2 separate regions of the Mus musculus genome follow, and region 2 is linked to region 1. The links are chromatin contacts, called in public targeted proximity ligation maps. All regions are on one chromosome and are shown on one strand. The core of a region is the stretch at or near the end of the contact, and the rest is flanking DNA. Distances in the headings are between cores, read along the strand shown. Region 1 has its middle 33 kb from the start of Fam111a. Region 2 overlaps Lpxn (leupaxin).

Evidence for each region.
Region 2: a contact with region 1 is called in a targeted proximity ligation map of the SCID.adh cell line, with 2.8 times the contacts expected there. A contact is called at or near these places in 1 of 39 promoter capture datasets (the HPC-7 cell line), 61 of 484 Hi-C or Micro-C datasets (the 63-12 cell line, B cells, the C2C12 cell line and 37 more), 7 of 130 datasets of targeted methods (the NIH/3T3 cell line, the SCID.adh cell line, acute myeloid leukemia and 4 more) and 4 of 9 other capture datasets (adipose tissue, embryonic stem cells, liver and 1 more).

The regions. Positions count from the first base shown.
Region 1 is chr19:12,538,944-12,542,511 of GRCm38.p6, forward strand. No RefSeq gene overlaps it. Among named protein-coding and RNA genes, the nearest start is that of Fam111a, 33 kb to the right of the region's middle.
Region 2 is chr19:12,811,279-12,814,846 of GRCm38.p6, forward strand. All of the region lies in intron 3 of Lpxn (leupaxin), which reads left to right. Among named protein-coding and RNA genes, the nearest start is that of Lpxn, 14 kb to the left of the region's middle.

The DNA.
Region 1 (3,568 bases), core at 633-3,132:
TCTATCTCTAGAAGTTAAGGACCTTATCTTCTATAGTCACAATGCCGATTTATTTACTCAAATAAAAATAAACAGAGATATAAAAATCATTTTTCATTAACTATTTTTTATTTCTTTATTAATTTTATGTGCTTGTGTGTGTGTGGGCATTGCACCATGTAAATGAAAGGCCCATGGTAACCAAGAGAAGGGTGCTCAATTCCCTCAAACTTGAGATTCAGGGGGTTGTGAACCACTATTGCTGGGAACTGAATTTATCACCTCTGTAAGAGCAGCAAGTTCATGCATTTAACTGCAGACTAACCCTATTCTTTTAAAGAGGGCTCTTCCCAGGCAGCCTGATCTTGTAATCATACTCAGTGAGGGATTATAAGCCAGCTACCACTAACATGATGTAATTGTGCACTTTCATAGTCTTTAATCATAAAATTATTAGTCTATTGAAAAGAACATGGAAATTGTCTCTGGAACTGTCACCCATGGGTTGCTTCTTCACATTATTGTTTAAGTGATACACTAAGCTGAGTGGGAGCCATTCAAAGACTATATCCATGATCTTAACCCTTCTGTTGTAGAATCTGAGCCCTAGATTTCTGCCAATAACTACTGCTACTAAGCTACAATGGAAATCTATGTAGCCTCTCTGGACCTAGTTTCCTGTTTGCAAAAAGCAGCAGCAACTGTAAATGAGACAAATATATCCTATGGTGATATGTCCAGAAGAGTGAGTGCCCATGAGTCTAGGATCACCTCAGACTTCACTCACAGCTATATGGTCTTGAGCATGTTATTTATTTTCCACCTCTTTTTCACCCCAAAAGGCATGGCATAGACTCACCATCAACTATTGTGAAGATTAAAAATACATCATGCAAGCTGGGTATGGTAACACATACCTTTAATCCCAGTGCTCAGGAGACAGAGTCAGACAGGTCTCTGTGAGTTTGAGGCCTGATCTACAAAGCAAGTTCCAGGACATCCAAGGGCAACACAGAAGAAACCTGTCTTGAAACAAAACAAAACAAAGCAAAACAAATAAACAAACAATATGCAGGCAATGGCTTCAGGCAATGACTGCCTGTGACAGATTGATTAGGGAATATTACTGTTATTGATACTGTTATCAATACTAAGACTTAACTAGGGACACTCTTAGAACAGTGGAAGTTCTGGGGAAATGAAAATTGGAAAGCACATGAGGAACTGGACTGTGTCATAGTATTTCTGAGGCCACGGATTTATTTCTCAATCTGTTAGTGAACTTGGGGGTTACACTTAGGAAAATGAACTGAGCAGAGGAGACAGGGCAAGACAAGGCAGAGGTTCCATCATCTTATATTCTTGCTGAGGTTATTTTAGGTTTAACTCCAATTTGATCTCCTTGAAAGAATCCTATAGAAAATTCTTGCTGAGCAAGATAGCAGGCTGTGATTTTTGCCTTTAAAATCCCCTTAGTCTAAATGCTCAGGGATGTTATACTTGGGCCCCCGACTACTCTCAGCCAGTTGGAATAAAGACTTTCAATTGGCTATAGACAGTGTCTGAGTGGCCATCTCTGTTGGACTCCCTCTCCCACAGACAACAACATGAATTTTCCAGTTCCTTTGCAAGTGTTTTAGCAAGAGTTAAGAGGTTAAGAATCTACTCTGTATCCATTTCCCCACCTCCTAGCTTTTCCCCTATCCAGACAGAATCATGTTATAGCAAAATATTCAATGCTTGCAGCTATCCTAAGCCAATCCAGGAGGAGCTAGGATTCCACTGACCTTAATACAGGAGTTGCTGCCTCTTCTTCAGTGAAGTCACAAAGTAATGGAGCCTGTGGAGGGTTCCCTGACCAGTCTCCTGGCCCCACTTTTCACCACCGCAGCCAATTACCCTTTAATTTCTCATTTCCCTTTTCTCTTTCTTTCCTGTCTTCCTTACCCCTCTTCATTTACATCCTCTGCCCTACCCCCCTTAGTTCTTTTTTACGCCCTCTTACACCCCCACCCCCATTTCTTGACCAATCTTAAAGATGCTGAAAGCTTACTAGCTTGACTGATTTCTCTCTCTGTTTCGATTTCCTCAGCCAGAGTTTTAAGAAACAAGATAAGAGGAAACTGAGAAAGCTGATAACATTTGAAATGTAAATAAAGAAAATATCTAATAAAAAAAAAGAGAAGAAACAAGATAAACAGATAACAGACACCTTGTCCTAACCCACCACATTGCTGCCTCCAGGACACAGTGGGACAAGAAGCAGCCACTGAAAACAAACTTATGCTTTCCTGGTCCTCCAAATGAATGGCACTTCTGTCCTTTCCAGCCCAGGGGTTCTAGTGCTGCCAAGCCCTTGTCCACCCTGGAAAGTACCTGTGTAGTCTCTGCACTTACATACCTGCTGCACATATTGCTCTCAGCCAGCAAACCCAGCCCCTGACTCAGGTCAGCTCTTCTATGAGGAGTAATCAATTAAGCATCTCTCAGAGACATAGTCTGGTCAATGAGAACGCACTCAAGGAAGGTCTGAGTAGGTAAGGGAGCAAGGCAAAGGAGAAGAGAGGGTGGGTGAAAGGAAGCTACACCCTTAGAAAATTAATCTCTGGCCAACTGGTTTGTTTTATGCCATTCCCACCTTAAGTTTCTTTTTCTCCATTTTATTTCTGACTTTTAAGAAGGAGGGAGCACTAGCTCTCAAACTGAGTTTCATTACTCTTCCAAACCTTCCCTCTTCCTTCCCAGTCGTCCTTACCCCTCTTCATTTACATCCTCCTCTGCCCCACCCCCTTACTTCTAGTTTACTCCCTCCTAGCCTCCCTCCCCAACCATTTCCTGACCAATCTTAAAGATGCTTAAAGCTTCCTAGCTTCACTGATTTCTCTCTCTGTTTCAATTTCTCTGCTCACCCTCCCAACACCTTTCAGCATTTACATTTGCCCCATTCTCTGCTTCTTTGACAGTTGAAGAGGGGGGATGGGCTGTTTCCTGGGTGGCTAACAAGGGGCAGATCTTATCTGTCACACATAAAAGCACTTCAAAATGTAATCATATAATAAAACAGTCTTCTGTAGCAGGTGTACCCTTTTAATCCCAGCTCTCAGGAGACAGAGCCGGGTGGTTTTCTGTGAGTTCAAGAACAGTCAGGTCTATATAGCAAGCTCTAGGTCTGCTAGGGCTATACAATAGAGAGACCCAGTTTAAAAACCCCAAAACCAAACCAAAAGAAATAAAAATCCTTAAAAAGTAAATTTGCCCATTTTATTCAGCTTTTGACAAGCACAATTAAAGAAAACAGAAACTATTACAACCTCTTTTGATCCCCTCCAGGGCAGAGAACACCTGCAGAGAAGACCTTAGAGCCCTGTACTGGTTCTAGCTGGTTGCTAACCCAAATGGGGGCTCCCAGAAATCTGGTGTTAAATAAAGTTCAGTTTATTGCCCTTGGGGTAGTTAAAACAATCACTTCATGAAATCTTAGGAGAGATTCTTAGGAGAGAGTGAGGGAGAAAGATCAAGCTGAGCTGAGCAAGACTCTGACGTGCTGACTTCTGGTTTGCTGCGGGAGATTGGTTAGCATTTAGTAGCA
Region 2 (3,568 bases), core at 588-3,087, 270 kb after region 1:
GTCTAATAAATAACTTCACAATTAAAAGTTATCAGGTAATTTATTATTAATAAGTGACAAATTCTTTTTTTTTTGTTTTTTGTTTTTTGTTTTTGTTTGTTTTCTGAGTCAGGGTTTCTCTGTATAGCCCTGGCTGTCCTGGAACTCACTTTGTAGACCAGGCTGGCCTCGAACTCAGAAATTCGCCTGCCTCTGCCTCCCGAGTGCTGGGATTAAAGGTGTGCGCCACCACACCTGGCTGACAAATTTGTTTGTAAAGATTATTATTGGATTTCATCCATAGTACGCCTCTTCCCAGAGCCTTTGAGTGGAGGCAGAACCCTTCTACAATGACTTGGCAGCCTCTCAAGGTACCTCGTTTCCAGACAGGTGTCCAGGCTCGGGGTTGGGAGTATCTCTGCATTTTTAAAAATCACCTAAAAAGGATAAAAGTTTCAGAATTAGCATAGAGTTTTGGCACTTCACTTCCGGATGTCATGCAACAGAACTCAAAGGTGAAAACACACCTGAAGAAACTTAAGCAAGGGTCCAGCAATATCAGTACAAGGACCACGGCTATATGAAGACAGCAAGGGTCCATCACAGACACCTGAAAACATAATTCTACTTTCCAGGTCTGCTCAAAGGTTAGGTAGGTGGTGAAAGGAACATTTAGTAAGTGTTACACATGGAATAGATTCACTTGCTAAGTCATTTCTTCAAACCAAAGCAGATTAGTAATCTAAAATAAATCAGAAACAGAAAGGCCACCTCGTTTGTGTTTGCCTCTTTAATCATAACACACACAAACACACACACACACACACACACAAAAGAAACTAGAACCTTTTCTTAAGGATTTGTGCTTGTCACAGAGTGCTCCACTGCACTATCTGATCTCAGGATCATAGTACATAGAGCATACATGGGGAGCTAAATCAGGCAATGGACTTGAACTACGGGAAGTCATTTTAATACATTCCACTTGAGGTCACTTCCTTCTGTGGTGGGAGTGAAGCTAGTTTACTTATATACACATTACCTATTTATTCCAGCTCCAGGAAGTGAGAGGTGAACATATCTCCATTGTCTTCACCTTTCTGCCCTAGCTAAAACCAAAACAAACACAAACAACAAAAGTGGTAACTGTACTTAAAAGGCTCTCAGCAACAGTATGTTTTATTAAGAAGTAGAAATGCATATGAATACTGAAATATGTAACATGAAAACCAGTCCAAGCATTAATTATTTTCCAGTATGTCCGGCACTGTGATCAGTTATTTAATCATGACACTATTTTATGGTCATCTTCTCCTACAGCACTGGGTAACTGGCCTCTGTCTCTTTTCATATTCTGTGTTCTGTCATTTAGGGCCAGGCCATTTTTGCAAATGCTTTCCATTTAACTTGCTTTTCTAGATACTTGCTCTCCTCTAGCTTATAGCTTATTCTACATACAGATCCTATGCTAACAGACCACTCCCAACACACATACACACACACACACACACACACACACACACACACACACTTGTGTGCAGCCACCTATCAGAGCTGGCCTGACTGCAAGCATAAACCACAGACTGTTCATCAGTCCTGCAGTTTAGAGCCTCCCCCTTTCCCTAACATGTATAGGAGACTCACTCTGCCATAGGAACCCCATCTTGCTGCCATCTGTCTGTCCGTGTATGGCATTTCTAATTCTTTTAGTAAATCCCTTATCCAAATAGCAGTATTCCCAAGTTCCAAGACAGTTGGCTGTCATGGGCTTTGATAAGCAAGAAGTGCTGGAGAGACCAGCAGATGTAGAGTAGGAAAATGCAGGGCACTTGCCTTGCCTTGGTGCTTGACTTTCCAGTGTCTTTATCAGCAGCTGCATCTCTGTCAGTTGGAGCATGACAACCTGCTGTTGTCCCAGCACACTGAACCAGAGGCATGGGCTCTCATGATGTTGCCATGCATTCTGTCCTTTAGCACAGGGGTGGTGATGACTTGCTGCTGGGGCTTTCAGGTAACCCCCATGTCTTCTGTTTTGCTTCTTAGCTCTCTCACCATCTGTTCAACCAATTTTCTATGATAGTATTTCCATTTTTTTTAAACTCAAATATGCTTATATTTTCTAGACTGCAATACTTTGGTACATTTCCATTACCAAGCTATACCTACAATGGAGATGTGTGTGAGAGAATGATATAAAACCCTTCCATAACTATGTGTGGAGTGTTATAAATTTCCTAGGTGATTGTGATTCTGAGCCATAAATACTAGCATGCCCAGCTAGAACACTAAACTCAGAAGGTATATTCCCTTATTTGTTTCCACCATATACTCTGGTTTGCATAAATGGGATACCCATTGCTCCCAATATACCTTGAGAGTGTGCTAAGTATCAGCTGTGGCTGAAGCACTGGGATGTTTCTAGCCACTGTCCACCAATAGCAATATGGCAATTGTTTATAAGTATACCGGAGCAAAAGTAGCACTTTTGGTAATAATGGGAGGAACCGTTCACAAAATATAGCAGAATTAAACAGAGGAAAACTCGGCATGATGGAGCTCCTTACTTCGAAAGTATACATTCTGTACATTCTTTCAAATAACAGGTGTTGTGCTTTGTATTATTAAAAATTCCAAATCATAAAGTAGCTTGTAGCTCATGATATAGCATGCTACTTTTGCTTTCTTTAAACGGCTAGGGACAGATCAGAGGTCTCTAATTTGAAGTTTCTTTCAAGAATATTTCCTGTATGGGCTGTAATTTGCAACCATCAGCTCCTCAAATTCTTATTTCCTATTTAGAATAAAATATTGCTGAGTAAGCTGATGTTAGGGAATCTTGACAATGGTCTTCCTCCTTTTACATGCTATACATGGATTATAGTTTGAAAGTGTGGGCACTTTTTTGAGCATGAACAAGTTTTCCACAACTGTAAGGTGAGGAGGCCTTATGAATGAACAGGCTTAGATAAAAAGCTACATTTGTGTCTGGGGAGATATTACTTGGTTAAGTGCTTGCTATGGAAGGGGACTGTTTTAAATCATTTTATTTGTTTACATTTCAAATTATATCCCCCTTCTAGGTTACCCCTCCACAAACTACCCATCCCATCCCTCCTCCCCTCTCCCCTTTGCCCTCTATAAGGGTGCTCCTCTACCCACTCACCCCCTCAGCGCTCTAGCATCCTCCTATACTAGGGCATCAAGCCTCCACAGGACTAAGGGCCTCCCCTCCCATTGATGTCAGATAAGACCATCTTTTGCTATATATGTATCTAGAGCCATGGCTCCCTCCACGTATAGTCTTTGGATGGTGGTTTAGTCCCGGGGAGCTCTGGGTGGTCCAGTTAGCTGATATTGTTCTTCCTAGGGGGTTGCAATCCCCTTCAGCTCCTTTAGTTATTCCCTTAGCTCTTCCATTGGGGTCCTTGGGCTCAGTCCAATGGCTGACTGTATCTGCATTTGTATTGGTCAGGTGCTGGTAGAACCTTTCAGGGAACAGCCATACCAGGCTTTTGTTAGCAAGCACTTGTTGGTGTCAGCAATAGTGTGGGGGTTTGGTGCCTGCAGATGGGATAGATCCCTAGGTTGG